3 separate regions of the Zea mays genome follow, and all the other regions are linked to region 1. A link is a contact called in public Hi-C data. All regions are on one chromosome and are shown on one strand. Each heading gives the region's core, a stretch centred on a gene start, on an enhancer-like site or on the middle of the called end of the contact. The rest is flanking DNA. Distances are from core to core; before and after follow the strand shown. Region 1 holds the start of LOC100275267. Region 2 holds the start of LOC103636505. Region 3 holds the start of LOC100281537.

The links. A called contact is a pair of places that touch in the nucleus more often than the background predicts.
Region 2: a Hi-C map of bundle sheath shows a contact between it and region 1, with 2.5 times the contacts expected there. The contact joins the promoter of LOC103636505 here to the promoter of LOC100275267 in region 1. A contact is called at or near these places in 4 of 25 Hi-C or Micro-C datasets (bundle sheath, ear, leaf mesophyll and 1 more).
Region 3: a Hi-C map of tassel shows a contact between it and region 1, with 2.7 times the contacts expected there. The contact joins the promoter of LOC100281537 here to the promoter of LOC100275267 in region 1. A contact is called at or near these places in 3 of 25 Hi-C or Micro-C datasets (ear, endosperm and tassel).

What each region holds. Positions count from the first base shown.
Region 1 is chr8:174,815,940-174,819,576 of Zm-B73-REFERENCE-NAM-5.0, reverse strand. It overlaps LOC100275267, which reads right to left and starts at 1,928. Exons shown (of 8, transcript NM_001350150.1): 1 at 1,330-1,928. The coding sequence starts at 1,863.
Region 2 is chr8:175,009,015-175,012,651 of Zm-B73-REFERENCE-NAM-5.0, reverse strand. LOC103636505 reads right to left here and starts at 2,045. Exons shown (of 1, transcript XM_008658847.4): 1 at 1-2,045. The coding sequence starts at 798.
Region 3 is chr8:174,959,525-174,963,161 of Zm-B73-REFERENCE-NAM-5.0, reverse strand. It overlaps LOC100281537, which reads right to left and starts at 2,031. Exons shown (of 9, transcript NM_001394733.1): 1 at 1,225-2,031; 2 at 657-806; 3 at 303-573. The coding sequence starts at 1,935. It also overlaps the pseudogene LOC109941674.

The DNA.
Region 1 (3,637 bases), core at 679-3,178:
CAGGCTATCCATTCATTGTGCCAGTTTTATCAGTAAAATAAGTATTTACTACCACAAGTAGAACTGTCTACTAATGAACATTATTGCTAAGAGTGATATCATAACCAAGTTTATATAATTTACATTCTTTCACAGTCCACCTTCACATTCAATAGTAAGAATCGGCGGTATTTTTCTTTGTCAATGGCATGATCTCAAAGAATAAATAACTAACATTCAAAGAATTAGATAGTATACCCTAAAAAAAGAATTAGATATCATGTGGATTCGCTACTCATTTCCTTTTAACTGACCACAGATGGGTAAAGGAACTCTATTCAACTTTGCTTAATAAGCTTTTACTACAAATGGTATATTCTTTCATGGTTCCATCTGTCCAAGCATTTGGCTCGGTGTCTAGCAATAAAAATACAAAGCTGATTGTACCCATCAAAACCAGCCTGAATGGAGAGAGTAAAAGGTAAGGAATCTCTAGCCACCAAATTAATATCTGAAGTTATTGAGGGTGTGTTTGGTTCAACTGTAAATTCCTACCCTCTCGAACGAGCCAATTCGACAGCATGCTATTGCCGGCAAGGGAGTGGTGTGCCATGCCACGAAGCTCTACGCCCGTAGTGCTAGGTCCAAGCGTCACGACTGTAGTCATCCCCAGTCCAACACATACATGGTGTCCTACACGAGTAGCGTGTATGAAGATGATAACAACTAAAGTGATAAGTGTTATGTCATCTTCTTTCATGGGGACGGAGCCTCACAGTCACTGAACATCGAAAAGGGAGCGGACGGCATGGACGTTAGGTGATGAGCAACATTGAAGGGTCGACAAGAAAGAGGTTCGGTGGTTTAGGGATGGCTAAGCCACATCGCCGACCTCTGGAGTCAGGCGCAGGGAGGCGGTGGCAACTCTATATGTTGTCGGTCGTCAGGTGAGGTGAGGCCGTCAGGGGCCTTTGAATAGAAAATATAATAATTTGGTCCTATAAATAGGGACAATTAGGTAATATTTTTGAAAAATTGGATGACATGAATCTAAAAAATCTAGGTAGAAGGAGATTCTGGATTGAACTAGATAAATCTATAGATTTTTCAGAATCTATTCATCTTCTATACCTCTTGGTAGGGATTCTAGATTTTTTACAGTGAATTTGACTTTCTTCATCAAGCTGAACCAAACATACCCTGAGATTGCTTCGATAGCATGAGAAACCTAAAGCAGAAGCCTAAAACCCCTGACGTTTTATCCTTGGCGGTAATGGTGAACACTATGTACGAGGAGATAAAAATATGTTTAATTGGAGAGGTCCCGAGCCTGCAAATTGAGTAATTCACCTGCGCCAACATCTGCGACTGAAGCCCAAAATGTGCCGCAGATGCCGCGTTACCCTGGCCTTGCAGCATCCCCAGCTGGCCCTGCCCAAGCATGGGGGCGCGCCCCGCCAGCTGCTGCTGGCCCACGAGCCCTCCGCCACCCGAGAAGCTCATCTGCCCGCCGTACATCCTAGCCGCGTACTGCTGGAGCTGGGTGGCCGTGGAGAGGCGTGAGGTCGACCCCGAGCGGGGGATCTGGGCAAACCCCGCGGCGCCGACCCCTGCCTGCGTGGGCGAAGGCGCCTGCAGCTGCGGCGGGCGCGGGAGGTAATCCATGGATCCTCCGCCGCCCGAAGCGTCAGCTGCCGCAGCCGCCTGGTCGAGCTGCTGCGGGGACGAGATGTGCGCGGAGAGGTCGGAGACGGTCGGGGACGGGGGAATTTGAGGGGAGAGGAGGGGGTTGGGGTTCTGCGGGGTGGACACGGAGGCCGCGGCGGCGAGCTGGTCGGGCTGCGCCGGCGAGGCGGAGGCGGCCACGGGCGGCGGATCCGCCATGCCGCGGCGTGGCGGGGGCGTGTAGGGTTTCGGCGGCAGTGGTCCGACGCGGACGCGGTTGCGTCGGGGGGCGGTGCGTCGGGGGGGACAGTTTGACGTGTGTGAGTAGTCTTTTCGCAGTTGATGGGTCAGAGGGGAGGGCCCCATGGGATCATTTACAGGTGCAGGTAACCAATGAGGATCTTATTTAAAAGCATCTCCAACATCTCCTATTTAGTGTTCCTAAAACTTTTTCTGGTATAATATCACGAATAAACATATCCAACAGATATGTGCTCTTAATTTTTAAGTGCTCCTGAAACAAGAGCAAATCTGCGGAGCTACTTAGACCCTAATCGTTGTTTCTTTATTTCCCGCAGCGACGAAACCTTTGGTGCCCTTCTCCCTCCCCTAGCGCGCCCAGCCTCGCACTGCAGTTCCTGCAGCGCACCGTCCCCAACCTCCCTTTCCATACGCGCAGGCGGTCTCCCGCTGCAGCCTATGAACCAGCATCATCTTCCTTCTTCCCCATCGGCGACGGCAGCAGCTTCCTTCTTCTCCATCGTATGAACCAGCGGCGGGCGGCGAGACGGAAGGTATGAAGCTTCGTTCTTGCCCAACGCAGTGGCTTCGGGTGTCGCATTCCACTTCCCCACTGCTACCAATCCATGGATCTAGCTGCTAGGAGACGACTTTATTCATCACATGTCTCACTTCATTGTTGTTATTCATACCATCTCCTTGCATCAGTTTCCAATCTCAGTTTTGTTTTGCCACCCTATGCAACATACATGAACGAGTTCATCGAGGAGAACACAATGTGCACTAGGACCAGACGTCGCCATTACTTCAACCAACAATTCCTTAGTGCCTCCATGTAGGGCTGGAAAAAAAGCTCGAGCTGGCTCGGGCTCGCAGCAGCTCGGCTCGGCTTGGACCGGCTCGACGCTCAGAACGAGCCCGAACCGAGCCTGTTTTTGTGGCTCGTGAAAAGAGTGAGCCAGCTCGGCTCGGTGCAGCTCGCGAGCTGGCTCATGGCTCGACCCAACAACATTTTGTTACATAAAATCATGTTATTTAAAATATTTTTAAGATTTTATATTATAATTTAGAGAGCAGATTTACATTTATGGCTAGGCTCGTTGGCTCGACGAGCCGTTTTCCGAGCTTGCCAGATGGGCGAGTCGAGCCGAGCTCGGCTCGTTACGTGAGAACCAAGAAGATGTTGGGTCCTCTCAACATCGTGGCTCCGTCGTGGGTAGACAAACAATACGTCGATAAGAGTTCAAGGTTTTCATCGTTTGATGTAAGACTATTTTGTCGAACGACCAGTGTATAATGAGCCAATGTTTCAGAGAAGGTACAAATTCTCTTGAGTTTAGGGTTTAGAGTTTATGAATTATATTGTTGCTTCTGTCATATGTTTTTAGGGTTCCTCACTTTAAGTTTCATTTCTCTGTAACAGGTTTTGCATGTGCAAGGCAATGTTCATTGACATATGCCACGAGGTTGTGTCCAACAACATGTACTTTATGCGGAGGACAATGCAGCTGACGTGTCGGGATTCAACATTGTCCAAAAGGTAACAGTTGCACTCTGCATGCTAGCATACGGTGGAGCTGTCGATAGGTTGGACGAGTAGTTCCATATGGGCGAGAGCACAATACTAGAGACATTGAGTGAGTTCACTCGTACTGTAGTCAATGTCCATGAACCCACAAATATACATCCGAGCACCCAATGTTGAGGACATAGCAGACCTACTAGCTAAGGTTGACTAGAGGGATTCCCAGAA
Region 2 (3,637 bases), core at 796-3,295, 190 kb before region 1:
CCGGGTCTGGACGCTGTCCGTGGTGGCCGACGGCAGCGGCGGCGGGAGGCCGGGGACGAATGGGCCGAAGATGGAGCAGATGCGTACGAACACCGCGCAGGCGGCGCGCGCCATGAGCCCCACGGCCTTCTTGTAGCTCTCGTTCCACAGGGACTCCTCCTTGAGGCGCTTCACCTTGAGTTGCTGCGTCTTGAGCTCCTGCCGAAGCGACTCCGCGCCGGGTGAATCCTTGGCCAACAGTTGCTGCTGCTGGGCCGCCGCCTGTGGCTGCTGCGGGATGGGGCCGCTGAGGCGGCTCCAGCCCTGGACGCTCATCTTCCGCTCGGCGGACTCCAGTTCGTCGAGCGCCTCCATCTCGGAGCAGAGCTTGGCCGTGGCGGCGACGAGGCGCTCCATCTTCTTGGCCTTGACCCTGAGCCCCTTGGCCACGAGCGGATCAAGACGCGCATCGGGGGCGCCGGCCTTGAGGCAGGCGTACACGCCGCCAAAGTCGAGGCCGCACCGCAGGCCGAGGCGTGCGACGGCGGCGGCCGCGGCGTCCAGCGACACGACCAACTCGGCGCAGGCCAGCTTGAGGAGCAACGCCTGGTCGGTGGAGTTGAGGTACGCCACGGCCGGCGAGCGCATGACGTCGGAGCGCAGCCGGGAGACCTCCTGGTCCGACAATGACCGGTGCAGCGACAGCAGCCTGGACATGGCCGCCGCCGCCTCGAACGCCAGGATGCCCAGCGACGCCTGCGGCCCTGCCGGCAGACGCAGGTCGATGGGCAGCCACGGCTTCTGGACAAGCACAACCATGGATGAACTGTGATGACCCCTCCCTCCCTCTCCCAGCCTCAGCTCACTTTCTCGCTCAGGTGCTGCAACGCCACTGCTCGATCGAAGCTCCGTGCCCGCTCTCCTCAGTGGCTTGTTATACTACCAGACATGAAGAAATACATCCCGCTAGGTAGAGCTTCAACGCTGTCGGCCGATGCCTCGCTGGTGCTCCACGCGGTTTTGCGCCCGCCGCCCGGTACAGGTTCGGTTGGGTTGGTAATCCGGTACGGGTGACGAAGGGAGCCTCTTTATATACCGGCGGTGGTGGTAGTGCTGTTCTGGCTTAGGTCTCTCGCCCTGGGGCAGAGAGGAGAGAAAGGCGACCGCGAACTTATTGCTGATGCCCCTGCAGAGAATAGATAAGAGAGACGGAGAAGGAGATAGAGGTGGCGACGGCGATGGTGTGTGACCGAGGAGGAAGACACGGTCGCCCCGTGGGAATGCCTGGTCCGAATGGTAGGCGCGCGCTTACCTGAAGCTGAAGGGGACGCACGCAGCGTTGGTTGAAGCGTGAGCTTTCTTTATTTCCGGGGTCGGGTGGGGAGTGGAGATAAGTTCATCTCTAACAATAGTGCAAATGACGGTATAAAATATTATTTTACACTATATATTATATTATTTGTAAAATAAAATTTAAAATAAAGAGTGAGATATAAAATTTGCTGGAGATAGTCTCCAACACCACACCGGCCTCCTCCTCCTGTCCCTCGGCCGGTGTAGGAATGGAGTGCTGGCCGCTCCAACGGAGCCCATTGTGCGGGCTAGCGCATGTGACCACGTGCTCCACTGCACATCTCCCCGTTTCGTTAATTAGTGCTTTAACTGTAAAATCAATATTTTTAGTATAATTAATATATAACAATGTGTATTATAGTACTACAAATATAGTATTATTTTTTAAAATTCCAAAACTGATATATAAAAGATAAATAATTCAGTTAAAGAGTGAAGGGAAGTTGAATGGATGGATTGGTTGGAGAGGACAAAAAATAGGAGGAAGAATCAAGAATGGATGAGGAAGGGATATTTAAATATGAATAGAAGGTATAAATAGGGGGATTTGGAAGGAGAAATAGTTGGAGATAGACTAAGCGACCTCGTGTTATCTGTTTGTCCGGGCTCAGTGCGAGGTTAAGTTGCTTAACCCACTGGGTTTGAGAGTTTCTACCACTACAACCTAGATCGGGACTCACGAGTACCGATTTCGGCAGGATATCTCATTTCATTTTATAGGCTTTCCGATTTTACTCCTGCTTTCTTTTCGTTTTCGTTAGACCATACCTATTTCGGCCCTGCTTTATTGAAAACAACTATATGTTATGCTGGAACAAGAACACGCATGGTTATCGTTGACCGTTATCCGGAAGAACGCCGGGAATTCGGAGGTTCTGCCATGCGTTCGTTCAGACCCGAATGCGTGTGGACATCACTTGCTTCGTGAGTGAATCCACAGGAGCTAGTTAGCTAGCTAGGGCGTAGCTGCGTTCAAATGCTGTATTGTTATCGGCCATGCCTTCTGGTCTCCGCTTAAACCTCTGGAAGACCAGAGCACGTGGCCGCAACGACGACGAGCTTTCGGTTGCACGTTTTGGATACGCACATCGGCATGAAAAACGAGCTTTCTGTCGGATACATGCATATGCACAGAGGCACCTAAGCAAGTGCATGCTTTGCTTAAGAATCAAGTCTAATATAAAGCCTGCAGTTGTCATTAGTTAATATTGTTCCATTTCTCGAGGGAAATAAAAGAGAGACCTCCAGCAAACATTTTAACCGTACTATTTTCTACTATTTCTATAATGTTTTGTATTGCAGCTACATCAGTTCGAACAGTCTGAAAACCACAAAACTGTATAGCGTAGATTAAATTTAGAAAAATACGCTAGGAGGCTCCCATTGTCTTTTGCCTCTAAACTCTCTTTTCCAAACTTATATAGCTGCAAATTTTGTAGAAGACATTTAGAAGAGGCTCCATACTCTAAACGGTGACAGCTTGGGGGCAACATGTACCATCCCGAGCTTTCATCGACTTTTTTTTCCTTAAATCTTTGTTACATGTAGATGTTAGGTCAAATCCAATCAAAATTTTCATCTTCTTATTTTCCGAGTCATTACATCAAAACTTTTTACAACAAATCAATTGTCACTTGGTCTACGAACTTTAAAAATGCATTTTTAGGACTTTAAACTTATACCACACATTTACATTTTTAACTTGTAAAAATGTTACATCAGACGTATATTTATAGATCACACGGACTATTACGAAGTTCAATGAAGTAGCATTCCTTGAAGTTTAGAGGTCGTTCATGTATTTAACTCTTGTTACGTAGTTTTGAAATAGTCATCAAATTGAGGAATCCATCTGTTTGGATTGATCTTGTTTATTTAGTCAAAAAAAAGTCAACCTGATTTATGGCTTAAAAAAAGTCAATCCATCTGAACGACGACTAACTCTGAGTTAGAGATGTCCAAACGGGCGGCCCGGCCCGGTCTGGCCCGAGCCCGGTGAAGCCCGGCCCGTTTTGGGCCCGGCCCGCCAGGCACGATTAGAAAACCGGGCCGGGCCAGCTAAGCACGCGGGCTCAATTTCCTGTCCGAGCCCGGCCCGCAACGGGCCTAAACGGGCCGGGCCGGCCCGTTTAGCACGAAAAAAGCGGGCCGAAAAGCACGTTTAGTGTAAAAAAGCGGGCTTAACGGGCTTAGAGCTAAACGGGTCGTGCCGGGCTAGCCCACCGTGCCTAATTTCCTGTCCGAGCCCGGCCCGCTTATTCGTGCCGGGCCGGCCCGGGCCCGCATATAACCGGGCCGTGCCGGG
Region 3 (3,637 bases), core at 782-3,281, 140 kb before region 1:
AGATCAAGTTTAAATGAAAAGTATACAATCAATAACAACCTTTAGCTTCTTCACAATAACTCACCTCGTTTTCTATCCATTGGTTAAAAGTATTTATTTTCTTTGAGAATCGTGAAATAAATTCGACGTCTAAGACAAATAAAAATATCATCCCTACAGATCTAAGGGGGAAGACTAGGAAAACTGGGAGAGAAGAGTTAAGTGAGCATTCAGCCTAACTATGAAGATATCAAGATACAGCATGGTGACAAACTAAGTGTGCAATGTTAATTAAAAATAATTATATAGTAATCACAGCTCACCATCACGGGTCCAATTTATTCGGCAGCGTGAGCAATGTATTATATCAAACGCTTGGCTTGTATATAACAACCGGCGCGTTGCAAATGCTGCTGCCATTGCAGGCACACCACGTTCAAGAGCAAACTGAATCTGATTTTCATGAACATCTTTTGGAGCTATGGACAATGTCAGGACATCACGTGAAAGTAAATATGCACCAAAACTTGCTACTCCACAGCCAACATCCAAGACAACTCTAGTATGAGATCCAAATGCAACATTTGGTACCATCTGGACGAACAGAGGGAACAGGTTGCTCTAGTCAGAGTAAGGATTAAATTCCAAGCAGTTTTGAAGAATATTTGACATCGAACCTGGGAGATCTGGTCTAGGTATTGATTTGCTCCATGAATGAATTGAGTTCCGCCTCCAGGAAATCTGAATTTATCTTTGACCTTGGTGATCCAATTCTGTCCTCCTTTGTCATCAATCAATCTTGTGTGAGGCACGTTGCTAAACCAGACCTGCATCCAATCAAATAACATATTAGAAAGTCTTTAACTTCAAATTTTTGGTTTCTGCAAAATCAGCCAAGTCAGACCAAATAGAACGGTTGATACTTATGCGTTCATCAAATGTCAGCATAAATCATGTGTTCGTTTCAACTAACATTTCAGGTTGCTGACAAGATTAGCATTCAATGCATATCACAGTAGTAGAACACAACAATACAGTTAAGTCCCTGTCGCAAAAAAAAAATTGGAAGAAACATGGCAATTAAAAATACGGTTTAATAATCAACTTCCGCATAGACTGTGGACGGGACGGTTAGCCCTATCATATTAGTTGTCTTTGTCTAACTTAGTATCATTGTATACACTGAATTATCATTACGTACGGGTTGCTATGAAATGGCAACGACTAACACCAATACATGCTAACCTCGTCTCTGCTCCGAGGCCAGGGGATGGGCGCCTTGTACCCGTTGGGCGCCGGCACGAGGCAGCTGAGACCCTTGTCCTTGGCAGGGCAGTGCCGCTCAAACCGCTCCCCGCGCTCCGTCGAGGGCAGCCGCTTGATATCATCCTCGTTGTCGAGGCAGGGTATGTACTCCCTCATGCTCTCGGGGCAGACCGGGAACCTCTCAATCCGCACCCTAGGTGGTCCACCGCTGGCGCCCACGTCGCTAGGCTCCTGCGGCGCGGTCTCGTCGGTGGCCAGATCAGTGTCGTTGGCGCCGACGTTGCCGATGTCGAAGTCGTCCTGCATAGCGCCGTCCTCGCCGACGATGCCGAGGCGCGCTGGTGGTGGAGGAGGGGGGAGGGGAGGCGGCGGCGCCGATGTCGGCGGTGGTAGTGCGGGCGGGGACCAGGCATTGGGAGTAGAAGAAGCAGGCGGGGTGCTGGGGGTAGGGATCAGGGATGGGTCGAAGGAGACGTTAGAGTTAGGGGAGAGCACGACGGAAGGAGAGCGGGAGGACGACCTGGGCGACGACGAGGAGGCATCGGACGAGAAGAAGACAAGGCGCGGGGAGGCGTTGGGCCAGTGGTAGCCAACGAGGAAGGCGAGCGCAACGGCGAAAGCGAAGACGGCGGCGCGGAGTAGGTGCGGGCCTCGGAGCAGGTCGGCGGCGTGCGCGCCCAGGGCCTTCATGTCTGGGCCCTCGGGCCACGGGGAGATGTCGGCGCCGTGCCTTGCGTCCGTCTGCGTCGTTCGGGGACGATGCGGAAGGGATGGGATCGGAAGGGGAATATGGGATCGCCGAAGGCCAGGCCGGTGATGAGCAGTAGTGATAAACTGGGCAAGTGCAGTTTACCTTTTTTTTCTTGTGGACCCAACTGTCAGCAACGCTACAGGTATCTAGGCTGCTCAACGCAATAGCGTGGCGTACTGTGCCATCGTCCAGCTTGGCGTCGATGCGCCGATGCTGCAGGCTCCAGTTGATTCCTGTTAAATTTTGTAGTGCTCAGTGGTAAAACCAGTTGAGAGGGAGAGAAATAATAGAACTGTAACCAGAGATCTTCTTTATATACATCTGTACAAAAGGGTCTCCAAAAGATGTAACCCTTAGATAATAACTGTCAACCAATGAGTGGTTGGATGAAGTTGATCACTGTACTATATTTTATAACAATTCCAACGCCCATTGCTGCCGACCGCTGGCTAGAGATGCCACTAGTTGCTCATGAAAAAAAACGTTCCTGCTTTTCTCTCACTAGTAGGTTATAGCTAATACCTTACATCACATACAGGAGACAAGACACCACTCAGCCTACATTGACTAAAGATATATAAAAAAACATAGTCCCATACAACATCTAAAGAACAAAAACAGTGATCCGATTCGTAAACCTCCAACCAAACTAAGCGAAAATATGAAGAGACGCTGACTTCAAACGTCGACACGCTTCCTTAATAGTCTTTATCTTCTTCGTTTTGTAGCTGAGCCTAGGTTCTAAACAGTTGTGTCGGGGACCGTAATTAGGGGTACCCCCAATACTCCTTAACCTCGCTGGAAAACATCTTCAGAACAAACCATAAACGACTGATAAAACGTAGGTCTCGTCTACCAAGGGACGCGACCTCCTCCGAGCCCAGCCTCGGGCAAGGACAGTAGTCCCGGACGGTTTCACGCCTCGACCGAGGGTCCCCTCAGTCATCAGACGCACCCTCAGCTCGCCCGAAGCCTAGCTCGGGCGAACTTTGTCGTGCAGCGGCCTCGGCCAAATCGCCTCACTAACCGACCGTATCGCATGCGCATTTAATGCGGGGATCGTCTGGCATCTTATCCATACACGTGTGCCTCAGTCGGCAAGGTCGAAGTGACCGCAGTCACTTCGCCTCTTCACTGACCGTTCTGACAGGAAAACAGTGTTGTTCACCCCGCTCCGGCAACTGTGTCAGCCACCAGGGAAAGACTGACAACAGCAAGTCACGACCTCCCCTGAGTCCGGCCTCGGGCGCAACAGGGAGCTCCGCCTCGTCCGACCCCAGGCCTCGGCCTCAGCCTCGGCCTCGGGAGAAGGTCTCCGCCTCACCCGACCCTGGGCCTCGGCCTTAGCCTCGGCCTCGGAGGAGTCGTCGCCTCGCCCGACCTCGGCCTCGGAATCAACTACGCTACAGGGGATACATCATGACCCTACCCCTGGTTAGCCGCCTCAGGCTACGAGGGAACAAGATCGGTGTCCCATCAAAGTTACTCCGGTAACAGGTAATGATGGTTCCCCGCGTGCGCCCATGACGTCGGGTGCTCTCAAACCCCCTACGGAAGCAAGAAAACATCAGCAAGATCCATGCCGCACCGCCAGCTATGCTTCTACAGGGCTCAAGACACTTCTCCGATGGCCAAGTTATT